Regions from separate parts of the Sus scrofa genome. Here region 2 is linked to region 1. A link is a contact called in public HiChIP or PLAC-seq data. All regions are on one chromosome and are shown on one strand. The core of a region is the stretch at or near the end of the contact, and the rest is flanking DNA. Distances in the headings are between cores, read along the strand shown.

Region 1 (5,151 bases), core at 1,965-4,464:
TGTTGATCACATTATCAGCCAATGATGACATTTTGTAATAATGACTGGCACTTCCTTTTGTTTTTTGGTTGCTGCTTGGATTCCCTTTGATTACTACAAACATAAACTGTGCTTTCAATGCTGGTCTCTGGAAACCCCAGGTTTATAGTATTGATTCTTTAAACGGAGAGAATATCTCAGCAATACAAGGAGGGACTTCAACATGGCTCTGGGGCTAATGGCCAGGAAATTCTTCTGCACTCTGGAACTTTAAGAAAAAATCTATTGTGCCCTGAAGCTTGGGAGGTGATCCTAGGGGCGAGGGAGGAAACCTTTGTGAGGTTTAACATTGTTTAGAGATTAAAGAGCTGCAGTTGGTGCTGTGCATTGTCATTTGAAAATAAACCAAACATCACACCTCCTAAAAGTCCAAATCCACTCTTGGGAGGATTTATTGCTGCTGAGTACAAACAGTCCTCTCTCGCCTCAGAGCAGAGTGCGCGGGTTTCACCAGGACATGCCAAGTACAGTTTAGTTCTCTAAAGCCGCAACAAGATGGCTAGAGCCAATGTGGAGCCGTTCTTTTTGGAAACACCAAGGTTAAATCAATCTGCGGTATGGCTGGCTGGTCTCCTCTTATACCAAAGGATTAGGTGAGCTGGGAATCTTTCCCAACTCCTAACAGAACATATTCTTCTAGTCGAAAGGTCAAAACTCCAGAGTCACCCTTCTCTATTAGAGATGCCACCCAGGCCCCTGGGATCAGTACATTCAGGGACATTAGGACTTGATTAGTACAGTGACAGTGATACCTTCTGGGCTCTAGGTTGGAGAAGGTCTTAGGAGGATGCTTAAATCCTCACTCAGATCAACCTTGACCTTCACTTCTCTTTGTACAGGCAACAGGTCAACTAACTTTCTTTTCTTTTCTTTTCTTTCTTTCTTTCTTTCTTTCTTTCTTTCTTTCTTTCTTTCTTTCTTTCTTTCTTTCTTTCTTTCTTTCTCTCTCTCTCTCTCTCTCCCTCTCCCTCTCTCTCTCTCTCTCTCTCTCTCTCTCTTTCCTTCCTTCCTTTTCTTTCTTCCTTCCTTCCTTCCTTTCTTGCTTTTTTAGGGCTGCACCCTCCCAGGCTAGGGGTCCAATCGGAGCTGTGATGTTGGCCTGCGTCAGAGCCACAGCAATGCGAGATTCGAAATGCATCTGTGACCTACCCCACAGCCCACGGCAACACCAGATCCTTAACCCACTGATCAAGGCCAGGGATTGAACCTGTGTCCTCATGGATGCTAGTCAGATTCATTAACCAATGAGCTATGATGGGAACTCCCTTCCTTCCTTCCTTTTTTTCTTTTTCTTTCTTTCTCTTTCTGATTTTTTTTTAAGTTTTGTTGAAGTATAGTTGTCTTACAATGTTGTGATAATTTTTTCTGTATAACAAAGTGATTCAGTTTCTTTGTGGCTTTCAGAAAAGGTACAGATGGAAAGGCCCATGGATGTGGGGGAGGGAAGGGGCACGGAGGTGAACAGGAAAATTGAACTTTTGCTTTTGTTTTGGAAAAAAGGGGGGGGGATTCTCTAAAAAAGAAAACTGGGTTATATTTTAAATGAACATTACAGCTACTACTTTTAAGTAAGAATGATTACAGTTTGGGGAGAAAAGTTCCAAACAAGGAAACGGGGGCTGAAACAGGAACCTATCCAACCTCTGGAAGAGGAAGTTCTGAGCAGCCTAATCTCCCCGGGCCAAACCCTCCAGGAGGAATAGGCAGAAGGCACAGAGGAGTGGTCAGCCATGCGGAGGTGGAAAACCACTCCACTTAGGACACTTCTGTCTTTGGTCCTTGGTCTGGGGTCTCGAGAGCATAGGAGAAACGACACACACACAGGCCATCTAACAGCTGCCATTTTTGGAATTTCCACAGAGGGCCGTGGAGGTCAGGGCGGAGGTGGCTGTGGGTGTACTGTCGACTCTGGGTGCAGTGGGTATAGCAGATCTTCTTCCCTGCAACCCAAGCCCCTCACCCTGAGGTGGGAAAGAGTTGACCCTCTGACTAGTTTTATTCTTAGCCTTTGGGGACCTCAGCAGAAGGGAGTCTAAAATGGCCCTGTGACACCATTCTCCTCTCCACTAATTCAGACATGACATGAACAGCCTCTGTAAACCCAGGGGCCCCTCACCCATCCTCTGATAGTGGAAGGGGAAAAACTCAAGGCCAGTTTTATTAGCAACACCTACCTTCCGACAGCAAAAACCGTCAAGCCCACGGTAATTTTCTGTTTGGCATAATAATTATCTAAGACGGCTCTGTTGTAAGTGCCTTCCCATACCACTGGAGCCTTCCATCTGGTTATGGTCACGACCTCTGGGCGTTTCCTGGTGACAAAACATAGAGTCAGGATGGCTTTGCTAAGGTATGCAGTGACAGTCTGGGGGAACATGGGTCAGTCATGGCTTGTGGTGACTGGCCTTGAATCCTGACTGTATTTTAGCCCCAGTCAGCTGGTGGTGTGACATTGCAGCATCTTCTGGGGGAGGGACAGGAGGCTCTGGCCCAGGTGCCTCTGCGGGCTGCCCTGGTGGCCCCTTTGGGGATCGTACCTGTACAACGTGTATGTACCTTCCGTCCCCCTGTTCTGCTGTCCTCGTCCTCAATCTTCCTTCCAAACCCCTTCGCCTATCTCCCCAGGCCCTTCCTAAGCTGCCAGCGACATCTTTGGGTGTTGCTTATCCCAGTGGGTGCCACCTGACCCTGAGAAAGCCCTATGGCTTGACTAGCGGGATGAGAGAGTGACATTTGAGCTGAAAGAGGAAGAAGCTGTCTCAGTTTGCCTTCTGCCAGAAAGCAATTTCTGGGTAGGAACCTGGTTATCGGACAAAAAGGGCCCCAGACTAAGGGGACCTGGTGTTGTGGTTCATTTTACGAAGAAGGAGACAGTCACCCAGAAAAGAAGGGACCCGGCGGGCTAACTGTGGCCATGGGTGACACACAGGGCTCGGGCTCAGACCTCTCTCAGATCATGTCGCCTCTTGACTAGAAGCACAAAAGCGGGAGGGGAGGGGGCATGTTCTCTGCACCCAGAACACTTGAAAGGGACTTAGCAAAGCCAACACAAACACAGGAAGCCACGGAAGAGCAACGGACAAATTGTAAAGAGTAAATGCGGGAAGTCTGGGTAGCAGCTGGGGCCCCCCAGAGGCAGGAGGGAGCTGAGAAGACTTGGCTCAAACCCCATTTGCTCTGGAAGTGGCTGCACTTCCCCGTCGGAAACAGACTGAAACGTGGTCATTTAGATTCAACCCCCAACACAACATGAGAGGGCCTGGCCCCTGCTAGCTGTGTGCTTGTATTTCAGCCACTGCAGGGAGAAGGCCAGTGGTTGGGGCAACGTCTTGGGGGTCCCATCGGGCCCCTGCTGGCTGCCTGGGTATGGCCCTGGTGAGGCTGTCTAGGAGATGTTAGCCCAGCGAGAACATACCCCCACCCTCATACGCGGGTGGAGGAAGGGTTTTCACAAACCTGCCCCTCCCCCATGGGAGAAACCATGTTTCCCTGCGAGATTGGGCAAGGCTGGGTCACCCCCACTTCTTGCTCATGCCTTCTGTCCCTCGTCACCAAGTTCTGCACCCGTATTCTGGAGGCCTCTGCCCTCCCACCCCCACCCCATGCCCTGCTTCAAGCCTGCTTCCTTCCTCCCCTAAGAGTAATTCTGCAGAGATGGAGGGGACATGGCTAGGCTGCTCAAACCCCACACCCCAGCTCTGCCTTCACACCCCAGGTATGACCGCCCCTTGGGGACACCTGCTCTTGGTTTCCACCAATCATGAAAGAAGCTGTTTTGGACTCTGTACCAACTTGTGCCAGGTACTTTCACATACACTTTCTCTCATTTAGTCCTTGCAAAAGCTTGGCCATGTAGTATGCTCAATGTACAGATATGAAAATCAAGGCTCAGGAAGGCTTGTTAACTTGACCAAGGCCAAACAGCAGATGATGGTAACTAACACACACTGGCTCCTTCCTATGGGACCAGGCACAGTGCCAAGAGCTTCACCCTTTTGTGGGGGTGGGGTTGCTATATTTTGATTCCCATTTTATCTGTGAGGAAACTGTAGCACAGAGTGGTGAAATAACTTGCCTGAGGTCACACAGCTAGTAAGGAGCCAAGCTGGGATTTGAACCCAGATAGTCTGACTGTGGTCTGTGCTCTGAACCACTACCCTCTATGGCTTCTTGGCTATTTACTTGCTGTACCAATGAACTGGAGTTAAAACCCAGGTATGTCATCATTTCCACTCATTTGAGCTACTTCAGCATTTTTATCAGGGCAGAATAAAAAAAAATGATGAGCTTTTTTTTTGTTTGTTTTGTTTTGTTTTTAGAAACTTATGTGATGCTTTTCTCACATAAAAGCCCCAGCTTTGTTGAATGACTGGATTTCAAACCAAAAAAACCACACACACACACACACACACACACACACACACACGGCTTAGGCTTATCATTCTATAACCGTTTCCCATGCACTGTCACTTCATTCATTCCTGTCCTTAGTGTAGCCTGTCAAGGATTCTTAGCAGTTCAGACCCCAGCCTATCAGTTAAGCCATGCAGCTGTGTGTGAGCTGAACATCTGGCAAGCAGGCAATATTATCTTTAAGCAAAGAAAAGGAAGAGAAAGAGAAGGAGGAAGAGGAGGAAAGGAGGTATTCTTATTTACTAGTCACAAGCACTGGGGTTAAGTACCGGACTTTTATTCTCTCATTGAATCCTTACAACCACGTTCAAGAGTGGGTGCTATCATCACCTCCATTTCACAAATAAAGAAAGTCGGGGGTGAGAGAGAAGGAAACTATGTTTTTAGCCATTCAACCAATAGGAGGGGCCACACCAGGGCATCACCTCCTCGATGCACATCTGCCAAGTCCCTGCTCCATCTGCCGGGGCCCAGGGCTAAAGACGGAGATCAGACCCATCCTACCCCTTGAGAACTTCCCATCCCTGACAGGTGGTCAGCCTGCCGCACACTCCTCAGCCGCACAACCCCTCAGACTACACCTTCTAGAAAGACCGATTCAGAACACCAGTGTCCAGTTTGGTTACTTGGCTGGGAAGATTCCTTTTAAGCAGGGGGGAGAAAAAGTAGCAATATTAAAAATTAACGTCGAATTAAAAA
Region 2 (5,292 bases), core at 602-3,101, 100 kb after region 1:
TGTGATTTGGGCATAATTAACCCTAAGGGGGGGGGTGCTGTAACACCCAGGTTTACATAGCTGGTGAGGGGCAGAGTCAAAACGAGAACCCAGTTCTGTTTAATGCCAAAGCTGGAGCAAAAAAAGGTAGGAGGTCATAGGCGATGGGGTGGGGTGAGAGGGTGGGGCAGAGCCCAGCTCAGAACAGAATTCCAGGGAGTCCTAGCCCTCATAGTGGTTTCCTGATAGTCCCATTCAGTCTGGGAGCTGCAGCCCTGGGTGGGAAGCTGAGGCTTCTCAGCCACACACACTGGACCAGCTCGACAAGCACACATCCTAGAGTTCAACAGATACCACAGTTGATTCTGGGGCCTGTGAACTGGTGGGCTGGGCGCCTTCTCAGCAGTTTCAGGGATCGAACACAGTTATTCAAGCTGGGAGGGGCAGGAGGGGGGAAATGATGTTTTCGGTACGTCCTTGAGGAAAGTTGATTTTTTGGGAAATACATTCTTGCCCCAGAGTTTCACATTGTGTTTCCTGAAACATTAGTTTTCAAAAAGGGGAAAAGGAGGGAGTTCCGTTGTGGCTCAGCTTATTCATGAGGATGCGGGGTTGAGCCCTGGCCTTGCTCAGTGGGTTAAGGTTCTGGCATTGCCAAAGACTGTGGTGTAGGTCACAGATGCAGCTCGGATCTGGTGTAGCTGTGGCTGTGGTGTAGGCTGGCAGCTGCAGCTCCGATTCGATCCCTAGCCTGGGAACTTCCAGGTGTGGCCCTAAAAAGGGTGGGGAGGGCAGATTCTACAGTGAAATAAGTTTGAGAAATGCCACAGCCCATGTCTTCCTTCTTCCTCTTGGATTTAAAGATTCTTTAGTGTATGAAAGTCTCTGATAAGTCCTGTCGCAAAGCAATCTGTTTCATTTTACTTAACCTGGAATTTTCTGAATATACCTGATCAGGGCATTTCTCTCTCACTTTTTGGGGGGGGAGGCAGGGAAACACTCGAGTCATGTGGAACTTTCAGGGCCAGGGATCAAACTCAAGCCACAGCAGTGACAACACAGAATCCTTAAACACTAGGCCACCAGGGAACTCCTAAAATAATTTTTTTGGTACTTTTTTTTGGGGGGGGGATTTTTAGGGCTGCACTCATGGCATATGGAGGTTCCCAGGCTAGGGGTGTAATCGGAGCTACAGCTGCCGGCCTATACCACAGCCACAGCAAAGCAGGATCTGAGCCGCATCTTCAACCTACACCAGAGCTCACAGCAACACTGGCTCCTTAACCCACTGAGTGAGGCCAGGGATTGAACATGCAACCTCATGGTTCCTAGTCAGATTCCTTTCCGCTGCGCCACGATAGGAACTCTGGTACTAATTTTCATTAAGACCTTTTCAAAAATGCTGGAACTGCAAGAATTTGGAGGCACAGTGTTTCTTAAAATTCTCCCTTTTCCTCATTTTCAGCAGAACTAACCTTAATTTTTGACCTGGGAACTGGAAGGAGACAGCATCAAGGCCACTGCACTGCAAGGTTTTAGGGTTGCCACTAGGTTGGAGGCCAGTGGAGGAGCATTCTTAGTGTTTCATGTACTTTCTATGTAAACAGCACCTCCTGGAGTTGTGCAAGGTTGCAGCCCTGGGCAGAATTTATCATCAAAAAGAGCTGTTCTGAGAGAGCCTCCTTGTCTCAGGGGGCTTTGTATATTTTTTGTCCTGCCTGGCAGGGGACATTTTCTAATAGCAGGCACAAGAGAAACCATATTTAGCACTTGCCTCATGAGTCAAAGGAAGTGCAGCCAAGGCCAAACGCCCTCACCCCAGATAAAAGAGGAAGGAGCACGATCTTGGCTCTCAAACCAACAATCGGAAGCAACATTAACAGCGTCTGACACACAGCAGGCCAGGCAAGTCCTGCTGCTCTGACCTTCTCCCCTGACAGCTCTTCCAGGACCTGAAGTCCTGAATGTCAGAGTCATCCTTTATCCCATGCGTGGTTTCCAGGCTGTGAGCCTCTTTGCCCCCAAGAAAGGGGTCACGTTGTTTCTGAAACCCCAAGCGTGATGTTAGTTAAGATGTGGCCCAAAGAATTAATACATGGAATGTTGCAAGAAAAAAGGAGTTGCGTGCTTTCGGAAGCACCCTCGTAACCAGGCAACTCGGCAGCCTCTGAAAAGTCACAGAGGCCAGTACAGAGCTGAGGAACTATGAGGGAGAAAGGCTTTGACGTATCTGTGTGTAGAATCACTATTTATACTCCCCAGGCACGGGAGATTTGGTCAACAATGTGTTAAGGACCAGGCTTACAGGGATGTGCCATGGGGACAGGGAGAAAGTTCTGCCAAGTGTGTGACCACATGGACTCAGATACAAGACAGATAAGAGTTCAGGTCTTGCTCCCCAATTTAGAATGATGCAGCCTTGGGCAAGTGACTGAACCTCCCTGGCTTTGAATTCCTCGTCTGTAAAATAGGAATCATCATAAGAATTGCTACTGCAGGTGGGTTTCATGAGGGTTGAAGGAGATGGTACTCAAGACAAGTGTCCATTAATAGTTTAGCCTTCAAGCCTGGTTGTTGCTGTTTTTTTTTTTTTAATTATGTTTATGGAGATGGAATGGAGGGGTTAGGTAACAGGAAGTGGGAAGTGTCGTGAAAAGTACAGAGGGAAGAGGCCAAACACAGACACATCATGTAGATATTTCTTTTGGGTTGGGTTCCAGACCACTGGAGTAAAACCAGTATCACAGTAAAGCCAAAGTAGCAATAAAGTCACATGAATTTTTGGTTTCCCAGTGCATATAAAAGTTAGGTTACCTTACAGTATAGTGAGCAATAGCATTACGTCTTTGAAAAAAAAAAAAAGTAGGAGTTCCTGTTGTGGCTCAGTGGTTAATGAATCCAACTAGGAACCGTGAGGTTGCGGGTTCGATCCCTGCCCTTGCTCAGTGGGTTAAGGATCTGGCATTGCTGTGAGCTGTGGTGTAGGTTGCAGATGCGGCTCGGATCCCATGTTGCTATGGCTCTGGCGTAGGCCGGCGTCTACAGCTCCGATTAGACCCCTAGCCTGGGAACCTCCATATGCTGTGGGAGGGGCCCTAGAAAAGGCAAAAAGACAAAAAAAAAAGAAATGTAGGAGTTCCTTGTGGCACAGTAGGCAGCCTTGTCACTGCAGTGACTCAGGGTGCTGCTGTGGTGTAGGTTTGATCCCTGGCTCAGGAACTTCCATATACCATAGACAGAGCCTCAAACAAAAAACAAACAAACAACAACAAAAACAACAATGTATACTTTAATTTAAAAATGCTTTATTGGCGTCCCCATCGTGGCTCAGTGGTTAAGGAATCCGACTAGGAACCACGGGGTTGCGGGTTCCATCCCTGGCCTCACTCAATGGGTTAAGGATCCGGCGTTGCCGTGAGCTTTGGTGTGGGTCACAGATGCAGCTCGGATCCCGAGTTGCTGTGGCTGTGGCATAGGCCAGCGGCTACAGCTCTGATTAAACACTTAGCCTGGGAGACTCCATATGCCGAGGGTGTGGCCCCAAAAAGAGGACAAAAAGTTCTTTATTGCTGAAAAAAAAAATTCTAACCATCATCTGAGCCTTCAGCAAGTCGTGGCAGTAACATCAAAGATCACTGGAATTCCCATTGTGGCTCAGTGGGTTAAGAACCTGACATAGTCCTTGTGAAGATGCAGGTTCAATCCCTGGCCTAGCTCAGTGGGTTAAAGATCTGATATTGCCACAAGCTGCAGCGTAATTCGAAGATGAGGCTCAGATCCTGGGTTACCGTGGCTTCGGTGTAGGCCTGCAGTTGTTCAAACCCTAGCCTGGGAATTTCCATATGCCACAGGAGCGGCCATAAAAAAAAAAAGGTCACTGATCACAGGTCACCATAACAAATCTAAAAATCATGAAAAAGTTTGAAATTTTGGGCAAATAACCGAAACTCGACACAGAGACATGAAGTGAGCCAAGGCTGTTGGAAAAATGACACCATAGACTTGCTCAATGCAGGGTTGTCACAAACCTTCAATCTACAAAAAAATGCAAAATCTGCAAAGCCCCATAAAGTGAGATGTGCCTGTTCATTCTGCTGCCTTATATATGGTGGTGATCCTGTGCTATAACGCCGGAGCTGGAAGAGCCTTTTCTTGCCTATAACATTGGAGCAACTCAAGTCCAGAGACGGGAAGAGACTTTCTCCAAATCACACAGTGAGTTAGTTGGTCTCAAGGTGAGAATTCGTTCATTCCTCTGCTATTCACGGAGCACCTGCTCCACTAGGGGAAGCAATTTACATAATTCAAGAAGCATGCAGCACACACCAGAAATCTCAGGCTTGGAATTTACCCAATAGAAACTTTTGCAAAAATGTCTTCAAGGCGTTCCCGTCATGGTGCAGCAGAAACGAATCCGACCAGTATCCATGAGGATGCGAGTTTGATACCAGCCTCGGTCAGTGGGTCAGGGATCTGGCGTTGCCATGAACTGTGGGGTAGGTCACAGGCACGGCTTGGATCCTGCGTGGCTGTGGCATAGTCTGGCAGCGGTTGCTCCAGTTCGACTCCTAGCCTGGGAACTTCCCTATGCCGTGGGTAAGACCCTAAAAAAAAGAAAAAAAAAAAAAAGTTTTCAAGATAAGTATTTTTTTAAAGGGACATGAGAAAACGCACATGTATCTCCTCCTTTGAGCAAAAGAAATATGGTAAGGCTAAACCAGAAGTTAATAGGATTGGTTATCTATAGGGTGTAAGTGTCATCAAAGTAGCAAGAAGGGAAAATGGAAACAAGGAGGTGGCATTTCTCTGACGTTTTGTTCAGTCCCGACTCATAGGACCATGACAGTATTTCACACATCCCAAAGCTAACTAAATAGAAGCAATAGATTGTGTAACTTTGGACACTCAAAGTTATACAAACAGTAGCAGATGAACCCAACGGTATGAACAAATAATGTCATCACACTAAAGGCAATAAGGAAGGGAAAAAAACTCAGTGAAGCAACGTAAGGAAAGAATTATTTGGACTGGAGATACACAAAAAGGCTATGCAGACGAAGACAGAAAGAACTATTGTATTCAACTAGAAATGGTATTCTAGTTGGTGAATCGGTTTTTCACAGGAGTAGGAGTTAGCAATTCTGAATCTGCTTAATGCATATACAAGGACTGAGCAATTAGGTATATGTGTGGGGCCAGATTTCACACCATTGGAGAAAGGAGTTGGAAATAAGTAAAGGGGGAACGTTAGATGAGTTCTGTGGAGTTGGAGGTATCGTTATGGGAGTTCCTGCCATGGCGCAGCAGAAACGA

What was found. HiChIP or PLAC-seq counts read pairs in DNA pulled down with a chosen protein or histone mark.
Region 2: an H3K27ac HiChIP or PLAC-seq map of alveolar macrophages shows a contact between it and region 1. The contact joins two enhancer-like sites. A contact is called at or near these places in 1 of 5 promoter capture datasets (fetal liver), 26 of 47 Hi-C or Micro-C datasets (alveolar macrophages, blood, brain and 14 more) and 2 of 2 datasets of contacts at active chromatin or transcription factors (alveolar macrophages and skeletal muscle).

What each region holds. Positions count from the first base shown.
Region 1 is chr1:261,516,852-261,522,002 of Sscrofa11.1, forward strand. It overlaps GGTA1P (glycoprotein, alpha-galactosyltransferase 1 pseudogene), which reads right to left. Exons shown (of 8, transcript NM_213810.3): 7 at 2,214-2,351. Among named protein-coding and RNA genes, the nearest start is that of GGTA1P, 69 kb to the right of the region's middle. Within about 2 kb of position 3,215, at least 25 of the 83 cell types and tissues checked have an H3K27ac peak or open chromatin away from gene starts, as enhancers often do. A contact at or near this core is called in alveolar macrophages, liver, mesenteric adipose tissue and 3 more, where this site is marked.
Region 2 is chr1:261,619,935-261,625,226 of Sscrofa11.1, forward strand. No RefSeq gene overlaps it. Among named protein-coding and RNA genes, the nearest start is that of GGTA1P, 35 kb to the left of the region's middle. Within about 2 kb of position 1,852, at least 28 of the 83 cell types and tissues checked have an H3K27ac peak or open chromatin away from gene starts, as enhancers often do. A contact at or near this core is called in alveolar macrophages, liver, mesenteric adipose tissue and 3 more, where this site is marked.